Linked DNA regions of Pan troglodytes: region 2 is linked to region 1. Evidence: chromatin contacts called from public Hi-C data. All regions are on one chromosome and are shown on one strand. Each heading gives the region's core, a stretch centred on a gene start, on an enhancer-like site or on the middle of the called end of the contact. The rest is flanking DNA. Distances are from core to core; before and after follow the strand shown.

What was found. A called contact is a pair of places that touch in the nucleus more often than the background predicts.
Region 2: a Hi-C map of stem cell-derived neural progenitor cells shows a contact between it and region 1, with 2.4 times the contacts expected there. The contact joins the enhancer-like site here to the promoter of RPS10 in region 1. A contact is called at or near these places in 1 of 7 Hi-C or Micro-C datasets (stem cell-derived neural progenitor cells) and 1 of 1 datasets of contacts at active chromatin or transcription factors (stem cell-derived excitatory neurons).

What each region holds. Positions count from the first base shown.
Region 1 is chr5:40,297,671-40,303,098 of NHGRI_mPanTro3-v2.0_pri, forward strand. It overlaps RPS10 (ribosomal protein S10), which reads right to left and starts at 1,993. Exons shown (of 6, transcript XM_016955271.4): 1 at 1,813-1,993; 2 at 852-1,001; 3 at 449-620. The coding sequence starts at 1,001.
Region 2 is chr5:40,481,608-40,487,035 of NHGRI_mPanTro3-v2.0_pri, forward strand. All of the region lies in intron 3 of ILRUN (inflammation and lipid regulator with UBA-like and NBR1-like domains), which reads right to left. Among named protein-coding and RNA genes, the nearest start is that of SPDEF, 65 kb to the left of the region's middle. Within about 2 kb of position 2,449, at least 3 of the 24 cell types and tissues checked have an H3K27ac peak or open chromatin away from gene starts, as enhancers often do. A contact at or near this core is called in stem cell-derived neural progenitor cells, where this site is marked.

The DNA.
Region 1 (5,428 bases), core at 743-3,242:
TCGTGGTATACACCATCCGTTCTCCACTCGTTTCTAATTTTTTCTCCTGTTGGCAAGAAAACTACAACACTCTTGTTTCTTTCGAGGTGGTAAATGGCTTTGCTTTGGACTTCTCGGGAATAGTACAACGCACTCTGCTGGAAAAGTTACTCAATATTCTATACCACATGTATCTGGATGTTTGTACAGGTGTGGGTGAAGAAAGTGACAGACTATCTGTGCTTAAGGCCATCTCATGGATGGCTTGAAGAACTGAGTCTAGTTCTATTCCAAGTCCCAAGCCATGGGACAAAGGTTCTAGCACTTGACCAAATGCCTGCAGGCCAGAGCCCTCTAAAGCTGACATCAGCTAAGAATGCTTTTGTCCCTTACACAAAAGAAACTATCTTCAAATAGCTGAAGGCATTTGTTTGGAAACCATCTGAAGGCATTTGTTTGGGAACCATACCTTTAGGCCGAGGCCTGCCAGTCTCTGGACGGCTACGGCGTAGGGTGGCAGGCACAATCTCCGGGGGCAGATGAAGGTAATCACGGAGATACTGGATACCCTCATTGGTAAGGTACCAGTAGAAATGTCTCCAGGCAAACTGTTCCTTCACGTAGCCTCGGGACTTGAGAGACTGTAAGGTAGAAAACTACTGTTAAGGCGTTAAGTAGAAGCTTGGATCATCCTAGGCAAGTCTCCAGTCCCAGCCAGCCCTTCAAGTTACCAAGCAGCCCCCGCAGTCCTGACCTCCCTTTTTGAACTTGCCTTGAACCTTAGGGGAAGATCCCTCCATCCCATTCCATCCCATCCCGGGATGGGATCCCGGGGAGGAAGATCCATCCCATCTTCCTCCTCACCCTCCTACCTGCATGGCCTTCATGACATGAAGGTTGGGCACATTCTTGTCTGCCAGCTCCGGGTGCTTAGGCATGTGGACATCCTTCTTGGCCACCATGACTCCCTCCTTAAAAAGGAGTTCATAAATGGCAATCCGGTTCTTCTTAGGCATCAACATCTGCAAGAATGAGACGATTGTCAAGAGCACTTCTGAGTAACGAGGCCGGGGCCTGGTAATCAAGTTCTTGATCCTAAAGTGACCCACACAAAACCGTAGACAACCTGCTGGTGGGAAGACTCAACTCCACAAAACAGATTCGGCAGAGGCCAGCTCCGTCAGTCCCCACCCCCAAACACAATTCAGGTGGAAAAGTTGACAGTATGTTAAAACCAGGATAGTGGTGCACATTCGCGCCAAACTTCCTTAAGTTCTCATCAATTACAAAGGTCAATGGGGGGGGAGAGGAGCAAACCCTGTATTATCGGGAGCAGCTGGAGGCCATCAGCGACCGTACCCAGCGCGGAATCTCGCGGCTGTACCATAAGGTACGCAGGGAAGGCCCGGAGGGGTAAAGCCCCGGCTTCTTGAAGGCGGCAGACCCCAAACCGAAGGGCTAAGGCCTTCGCACCCTCGTCTCCTACCTACCACTTCTCCCCCAAACTAGAGCTCCAGTGCCAGGCAAGGAGGCAGTCGGGGGAGTCCTGTTCCGAAGAAAAAAGCGTGTCGGTGGGACACCGTCTCGCTAGTCTCACCTGGCAAGTCTCCGCCACGCACTGGCTTCATCCTCCCCCTCTCCCTCGGACAACCCTCGCCTACCAGCGGCCCCCTACCCCATAAAATAAGCCTCCAGCCCCTATCGCTACTCAGAAATCGGTGTGTGGGGAGTGGGAGAGAGGCCCCCTGCCCGCATCCTGGGGAGGAGCAGCCGCTAAGGCGGCAGGATAGCCCGGATGGGAGCCGATGGAACTCGAACTCCACAGAAACTCACCTCTGCGGCTGCAGGGTCCGGTACCGGGGCTGGAAAAGAAGGAGCATGCGCGGTGCTGCGTCTCTTCCGGGCTGGCGTGGACCCGCCCCCCGCCAGGACCCGCGGGGAGCCTGGGGTGGCCTCGGCGGTGCCTGAAGAACTGGCGGATCTGACCACAGAGCCTGACCGCCTGAGGGACTCACGCACGCACTAGTAAACCGCCGCCGGGAACTTCTGAGCTTGCGTGCTCTATCAGTACAGGGTCACTTATTTTGGGCTGTCGTTTTAGAAACGCTTCTTCTTTTTTTCCCGCCCAAAATCTATTATGCAAGTGATATATGCTCTTGGAGCAAGAAAAGAGAGAGAACATATAAATCAGATGACGATAAAAGACTAAAAACATAATCCCATCAACCAAAGAGAATAGCTATTAACATTGTGGTATACACTTTTCCAAATTCATATGCACTCACAGAAGTAGACTTTTTTTTTTTTTTGATAAAAAACAGAGGCCGGGCACAGTGGCTCACGCCTATAATCCCAGCACTTTGGGAGGCCGAGGTGGGCAGATCACAAGGTTAGGGGTTCGAGACCAGCCTAGCCAATGGTGAAACCCTGTCTCTACTAAAAATACAAAAAAAATTAGCCGGCGTGGTGGCGGGCGCCTGTAGTCCCAGCTACTCGGGAGGCTGAGGCAGGAGAAGCGCTTGAACCCGGGAGGTGGAGGTTGCAGTGAGCCGGAATCATGCCACTGCACTGCAGCCTGGGCGACAGTGAGACTCTGTCTCAAAAAAAAAAAAAAAAAAAAAAAAATTGACTCAGCATTTTGGGAGGCTGAGGCAGGAGAATTGCTTGAGCCCAGGAGGTCCAGACCAGCCTGGGCAATGGTGAGACTTCAGCTCTACAATTTTTTTTTAAAATTAACTGACTGTGATGGTGCACGCTTGTAGTCCCAGTTATTCAGGAGGCTGAGGCGGGAGGATCGCTTGAGCCAGGAAAGTGGAGGGTGCAGTGAGCCGGGTTCGTGCCCCTGCAGTCCAGCCTGGGTGACAGAGCAAGACCCTGGCTCTATTTAAATTAAAAAAGAAAAAAAAAAAAAGAGGCTGGGCGCGGCAGTTCAAGCCTGTAATCCCAGCACTTTGGGAGGCCAGGGTGGGCGGTTCACCTGAGGTCAGGAGTTCAAGACCAGCTGGCCAACATAGTGAAACCCCATCTCTACTAAAAATACAAAAAAATTAGCCAGGTGTGTTGGCGTGCGCCTGTAATTCCAGCTACTTAGGAGGCTGAGGCAGGAGAATCGCTTGAACCCCGTATGCGGAGGTTGCAGTGAGCCGAGATCACTCCACTGCACTCCAGAGCTTGGGCGACACAGCGACACTCCGTCTAAAAAGAAAGAAAGAAAGGAAAGTGGGGCCGGGCGCAGTGGCTCACGCCTATAATCCCAGCACTTTGGGAGCCCGAGGCGGGTGGATCACCTGAGGTCAGGCGTTCGAGACCAGCCTGGCCAACATGGCGAAATCCGATTTCTACTAAAAAAAAAAAAAATACAAAAATTAGCCAGGCATGTTGGCGGGCGCCTGTAATCCCAGCTACTTGGGAGGCTGAAGCAGGAGAATCACTTGAACTTGGGAAGTGGAGCTTGCAGTGAGTCGAGATTGCACCATTGCACTGCAGCCTGGGCGACAAGAGCGAAACTCCGTCTCAAAAAAAAAAGAAAAGAAAAGTGGACCGGGCACGGCGGCTCAGGCCTGTAATCCCAGCACTTTGGGAGGCCGAGGTGGGCGGTTCACCGGAGGTCAAGAGTTCGAGACCAGCTTGACCAACATAGTGAAACCCCGTCTCTACTAAAAATACAAAAATTAGCTGGGCATAGTGGTGGGTACCTGTAATCCCAGCTACTCATGAGGCCGAGGCAGGAGAATTCGCTTGAACCTGGAAGACAGAGGTTGCAGTGAGTCAAGATCTCGTCACTGCACTCCAGCCTGGGTGACAGAGCAAGATTCTGTCTCAAAAAAAAAAAAAAAAAAAAAAAAATTAGCCAGACATGGTGACGGGTGACTGTAATCCCAGCTACTCATGAATCTGAGTTTTGAGGATTGCTTGAGCCCGTGGGTCAAGGCTGCAGTGAACCGAGATTGCCTGGCCAGCCTGGGTGACAGAGCAAAACTCTGTCAAAAAAAAAAAAAAAAAAAAAAAAAAAAAAAGGCCGGGTGCGGTGGCTCAGGCCTGTAATCCCAGCACTTTGGGATCCGCCAAGGCAGGCGGATCACAAGGTCAGGAGATCGAGACCATCCTAGCTAACACGGTGAAACCCCATCTCTACTAAAAATACTAAAAAATTAGCCAGGCGTGGTGGCGGGCGCCTGTAGTCCCAGCTACTCGCGAGGCTGAGGCAGGAGAATGGCGTGAACCCGGGAGGCGGAGATTGCAGTGAGCCGAGATCGCGCCACTGCACTCCAGCCTGGGCAACAGAGTGAGACTCCGTCTCAAAAAAAACAAACAAAAAGACTGGGCGCCATGGCTCACGCCTGTAATCCCAGCACTTTGGGAGGTTGAGGCGGGCGAATTATGAGGTCAGGAGATCGAGACCATCCTGGCTAGTACAGGGAAACCCCGTCTCTACTAAAAATACAAAAAATTAGCCGGGCATGGTGGCGGGCGCCTGTAGTCCCAGCTACTCGGAAGGCTCAGGCAGGAGAATGGTGTGAACCCGGGAGGCGGAGCTTGCAGTGAGCCGAGATGGCGCCACTGCACTCCAGCCTGGTGACAGAGCAAGACTCCGTCTCAAAAACAAACAAAAAGACTAAATAGCCAGGTAAGGTGTGCTGTGAACCTGTAGTAGTCCTAACTACTTAAGGTAGCTCTTTAGGCTGAGGTGGGAGGATCGGTTGAGCCCAGGAGTTGGAGAGCAGCCTGGGCAACATAGCAAGACCTCCTCTCTAAAAAAAAACAAAAAAACAAAAAAAAACAGACAAGACTAAACAATAGATTTGACATACTGACACACTTGAAAAGTCAGTGAGATTAAAAGTAGAAATGAAAATATATATACAGATAGACACAATGTAGTCCAGAGACTGAAAGAGAATATTTGATTGATTTTTAGTTGTTGTTTTTTTAATACAGGGTCTCCCTTTTTTTGCCAAGGCTGGAGAGCAGTGGCACAGTCACGACTCACTGCAGCCCCGACCTTCAGGGCTCAAGCCATCCTCCTGCCTCAGCCTCCCGAGTAGCTTGGTCTACAGGTGCACACCACCACACCCAGCTAAAGAGATGGAATATTTGAAAGCAAGGATGAGACATGAGTGATAGAGTGAGAAAGTCTAATAGATGTCTAGGTGAAGTCTTATAAGAAAATAATAGAGAAAGGAAAGAAACACTGTCAGAGTATTTTCCAGAATTATTGGAAGACAATGTGAATCCTGAAAATCTGAGATAGGTCTGTTAATTTAGAAAGTTCATTTTGCCAAGGTTGAGGATGCGCCCACGATACAGCCTCAGGAGGTCCTGACGACATGCGCCCAACGTGGTCAGAGCACAGTTTGGTTTTATACATTTTAGGAAGACATGAGACATCAATCAACATATGTAAAATGAACATTGGTTCGGTCCAGAAAGGTGAGATAACTCAAAGCAG
Region 2 (5,428 bases), core at 1,199-3,698, 180 kb after region 1:
ACTTTATCAACGCTCTTCCCTTTGGGGGCAATTTAGAATGACCATATGTTGTCCAAACTAGGACAAATGAGAGTGAAAGAGGGACCTATTAATAATTACGCCAGGACCAGCATTTATCTAGACAAAATGGAAGATACTATCACCCTGGCTATCTTCTCAATCTATTTGACCAAAAGACACCAAGAATTTGGCATGCCTCAGACTTTCTAAAATACCCAATTTAACACCTGCTTTGCTTTTCTGTCATACAGTCATGCATTGCTTAATGAAGAAGATATGTTCTGAGAAATGTATCATTAGGCAATTTATCACTGTGTGAACATCATAGAGTGTACAAACCTAGATAGTAGAGCCTACTACACACCTAGGCTATATGGTATAGCCTATTGCTCTTAGGCTACAAATCTCTATAGCATGTTACTGTACTGTTACTTTATTGAATACTGTAGGCAACTGTAATACAACAGTAAGTATATGTGTATCTAAACGTATCTAAGGCCAGGCCAGATTTCATGTCTGTAATCCTGGGCATTCTGGGAGGTCTAGGCAAGAGGATCACTTCAGACCAGGAGTTTGAGACCATCCTGGGTGACACAGGGAGACTCTGTCTCTACCAAAAACTTAAAAATTAGCTGGCCGTGGTGGTGCTCGCCTGTAGTCCCAGCTACTTGGGGGACAGAGGTGGGAGGATCGCTTGAGCCCAGGAGGTAGAGGCTGCAGTGAGCTGTGATTACACCAATGCACTCCAGCTCAGGCAACACAGCACCACCCTGTTTTTAAAAAAAAAAAAAAATTACAGCCGTGGGTGGTGGCTCATGCCTGTAATCCCAACACTCTGGGAGGCTGAGGCAGGAAGATCACTTGAGGTCAGAAGTTCGAGACCAGCCTGGCCAACATAGTGAAACCCCGTCTCTACTGAAAATTAAAAAACTAGCTGGGCATAGTGGCGGGTGCCTATAATCCCAGCTACTCAGGAGGCTGAGGCAGGAGAATTGCTTGAGCCTGGGAGGTGAAGCCGAGATTGTGCCACTGCACTCTAGCCTAGTTGACACAGCAAGACTCCATCTCAAAAAAAAAATTAAAAAATTTAAAAAAATAGCTAAACATAGAATAGTAAAATATATTATATGAAAGATAAAAAATGATATACCTGCCAAGGGAACTTACTATGGAGCTTTCAAGCCTGGAAGTTGATCTGGGTGAGTCAGTGAGTGAATGTGGACATTACTAAACACTATGTAGACTTCATAAACACTGTGCAGTTAAGTTACACCAAATTCATTAAAAAACAAACTACAATGTTATGGAAGCTACAGTGTCACTAGGTAACAGGAATTTTTCAGCTCCATTATAACTTTATGGGACCACCATCACTGACCAAAACATCATTATGCAGTACAAGACTATAGAGGGAAACTCTACCACCTATCCACAATTAAACCATAAATGTATTTTTAAATAGATGTACCATAGGACATTTGGTCATAGTTCAGCTCTTGATTTGCTCAAGTGCCAAAGCTAAGGGTTCAAATAAAAAAAGAAAGTAGCGGTTCCTGAACCTTTGATGTTCAGCACCTCACTCCAGAGAACAGTGACACGTACATTCCTGTTGGAAGGTTTTCAAAAAGCAAAATACAGAAAGGCCAAGAAGCTTTTAACTGTGTGAACCGTACTGAACACAAATACGAAGAACTGTCTAGGCTCCTAAATAACTGTTGAAAGGTTGATAGAAAAAGGCAAATGCATTCCATCAGTTAGCTACCTAGAAATAGAGATAATATAATCCTAGAACAAACACTAAAAACAAGCAGTGAAGGAAACTAAGGAAAACTCTCTCAGGCTGTGTTTATTCTAAATTTTTAATTTGGGCTGTATATCAAAAGAAGGCAGCCTGGCTGGGCACGGTGGCTCATGCCTGTAATCCCAACACTTTGGGAGGCCGAGATGGGTGGATCACTTGAGGTCAGGAGTTCGAGACTAGCCTGGCCAACATGGCAAAACCCTGTCTCTACTAAAAATACAAAAATTAGCTGGATGTGGTGGTGCACGCCTGTAGTCCTGGCTACTTGGGAGGCTGAGATGGGAGAATTGCTTGATCCTGGGAGGCGGAGGTTGTAGTGAGCTGAGATCGTGCCCCTGCACTCCAGCCTGGATGACAGAGTAAGAGCCTATCTCAAAAAAAAAAAAGGTGGGGTGGAATCTTAAAGTATCATACAACCATAAAAACTTAGAGGTTTGGAAGCTGTATTAAGAACTGGTTGTATCCAAACAGCCAGCCTGGATGACAGAGTGAGAGCCTATCTCAAAAAAAAAAAAAAAAAAAAAGGGAATCTTAAAGTATCATACAACCATAAAAACTTAAGAGGTTTGGGAGCTGTATTAAGAACTGGTTGTATCCAAACAGCTAAGAGTCAGGCCCTAGTAAGTGGAGATGCAGTGACATCTGCTGTTCACTCCTGGAATTAGCAATTTCTTTCTCCTCTAAGAAGAGGAAATTAAAGCCACCAGCAGCAGCACTAGTATGACTCACAGGAATGTACATTCATTCCAGATACACTTATCATCAAAGAAAATATGGCCGGGCGTGGTGGCTCATGCCTGTAATCCCAGCACTTTGGGAGGCCGAGGCAGGTGGATCACGAGGTCAGGAGATCGAGACCATCCTGGCTAACAGGGTGAAACCCCGTCTCTACTAAAAATACAAAAAAAAATTAGCTAGGCATGGTGGCGGGCTCCTATAGTCCCAGCCACTCAAGAGGCTGAGGCAGGAGAATGGCATGAACCCAGGAGGCAGAGCTTGCAGTGAGCTGAAATCACGCCACTGCACTCCAGCCTGGGCAACTGAGCAAGACTCCGTCTCAAAAAAAAAAAAGAAAAAGAAAAAGAAAAAAAAGAAAAGAAAATATAAATCCCCATGTAAACTAGCAACATAAAAGTTAAACCTCTTGACTTAACACCGCACATGTAGTGTGCCACTTCCCTTGAAAATCTGGGACAGTGCCAGGAATAGTGGGTCAGAGGACCTGTGTTCAAAGCTCAATCTCATAAATCAATCCAATGAAGTGGGACAATCCAATAGCAGGCAGCCTGAGGGAGAATCATTCCATGCTCTCCTATCCTAGCTTTCTAACACAAGACAGCATTCCTTCACTCTACTATTTGTTTTTCCCAAACAGATAAGCCCTGTCTTACAATACAGGCTGAGTATTCCTAATTTGAAAATCCAAAACTTTTTGACCACCAATCTGACACTCAAAAGAAAAGCTCATTGAATCATTTCAGATTTTGAATTTTTGGATTAGGGATGATGAACTGATATAATGCAAATATTCAAAAATCCAAAAAAATCTAAAATCTGAAACACTTCTGGTCTCAAGCATTTCAGATAAGGGATACTCAACCTGTACTTTTACTCCTCCTTGTCTACCACCCATCTGTTTTAAAAATAAATTCTTTTGTAAGTACATGATAGATTTGGCACACAGCTACTAAGCTACAGTCATATGCTTCATTCTTAGCTCAGGAAGCTAAACGCTTATGAAAAAGCTATTCTGAAAGCTGTTATCCATAAATAAGACTAATGACCTACCACCACCCCTTTTCTCCCTTTAGAACTAAAGCATCTTTAGGCTGGGTGCAGTGGCTAGCACCTGTAATTCCAGCACTCTGGGTGGTTGAGGAACGAGGATCACTTGAGCCCAGGAGTTTGAGACCATTCTGGGCAACACAGTGAGACTTCTTTCCCCCTCCCCCTCCCCCTCTCCTTCCCTCTCCTTTCCTTTCTTTCTTTCTTTTTGATGTCCTTTTTTTTTTGTTAATTAAATTTTTAGTAGAGATGAGGTCTCACTATGTTGCCCAGGTTGGCAAACTCCTGGGCTCAAGCGATCCTCCTGGTTCAGCCTCTCCAAGTATTGGGATTACAGGCATAAGCCACTGCACTGGCCAAAAATGTCTTTAGTATGACTCACCAGAACTTATCATACTTAAGCCACCTCCCCATCTCTTTGCGTTGGCTATTGCTCAGCTCTGTACATAGATTCTACATAGTAGCTATAAAAGGAAAGTCATTTGAGAAGCCACTGATTTATAAACACCAACAATAAATATCAGTTCTGACCCTCCTAAGTTACTGCTGCAATGGGTCATCATGAACAGCAAAATACAACTTCTACGTGGTACAATCTCAATCATCTTGTACCACTTCTAGACCTTATATTCCAGAATGCGTTCACCCCCTGCCTACTGTATTATTTTTAATCAAACAAATGAAAAAGTAAAGAAAAGGTAAAGATGGCCTAATAAGCTTGTTTCATAGACAATGACCATTCCCAATTCTTACCAGAATGCCTTGACTACTGAGATAAGAACTAGCTGCTAGCCAGATACTTTACCATCTGTTATAATAAAACCACAAGTGGAAGAGATCATCCAATGAAACTGCTTCATTTTCTAGATTTAAAAAATCTGAAGTCTAGAGGTAAAAGTGATGAGCTCAAGGTCATAATTTAAGTTAAAGCAGACTGAGAACACCCAGCTTTTAGTATAGCTTTAAAAACTCACACCTAACAGGAACGTGGGAACCCAAATACCCAGGGAACTAAAGCTATGGTTAAGTCAGTCCCATTTCCCAAGCCATAGTATCTTTACCCACAGACATATGATCTTTGGCACCAACAGGAAGAATGGACCACCAAATGTCCCAGAGAAGTAGCCAAGGAGGTAGAATCATGTGCCATGAGAACACAATGAGGACTTAGTAAGCAAATGGAGACCCTGATTTTAAAATGTCTGGCCTTAAGGAGATTTTCTTTTAAAGCACCTGAGGCCAGTCACAGCCACTCACATCTGTAATCCCAGCACTTTGGAAAGCCAACGTGAGCAGACTGCTTGAGCTCAGGAGTTTGTGACCAGCCTATGGCAACACCAGCCTAGGCAACACGGTGAAACACTGTTTCCACAAAAAATACAAAAATTAGCCAGGCATGGTGGCACATGCTTGTAGACCCAGCTACTTGGGAGGCTGAGGTGGGAGGATAGCCTGAGCCTAGGAGGTCGAGGCTGTACCACTGTGCTTCAGCCTGGGCAACAGTGAGACCCTGTCTCAAAAAATAATAATAATAAAAATAAAAAGCACCAGAGACAGAACATTAGAGCTAGAAAGTACTGTAAATGTTATCTCATTCAACTTGTCCCTTTACAGATGACAAAACCTCATTATTATAGTATAAACTTCCTTTTGTAGAAATACATCATAAATTACTAAAGAGAAAACATAGCTTTCCTATTTCTTAATCTTGGACGATAAGTATAAAAGAGGCCAGGTACAGCAGCTCATGCCTGTAATGCCAGCACTTTGGGAGGCCAAAGCAGGTGGATCACTTAAGGTCAGGAGTTCCAGATCAGCCTGGGCAACATGGTGAAACCCCAT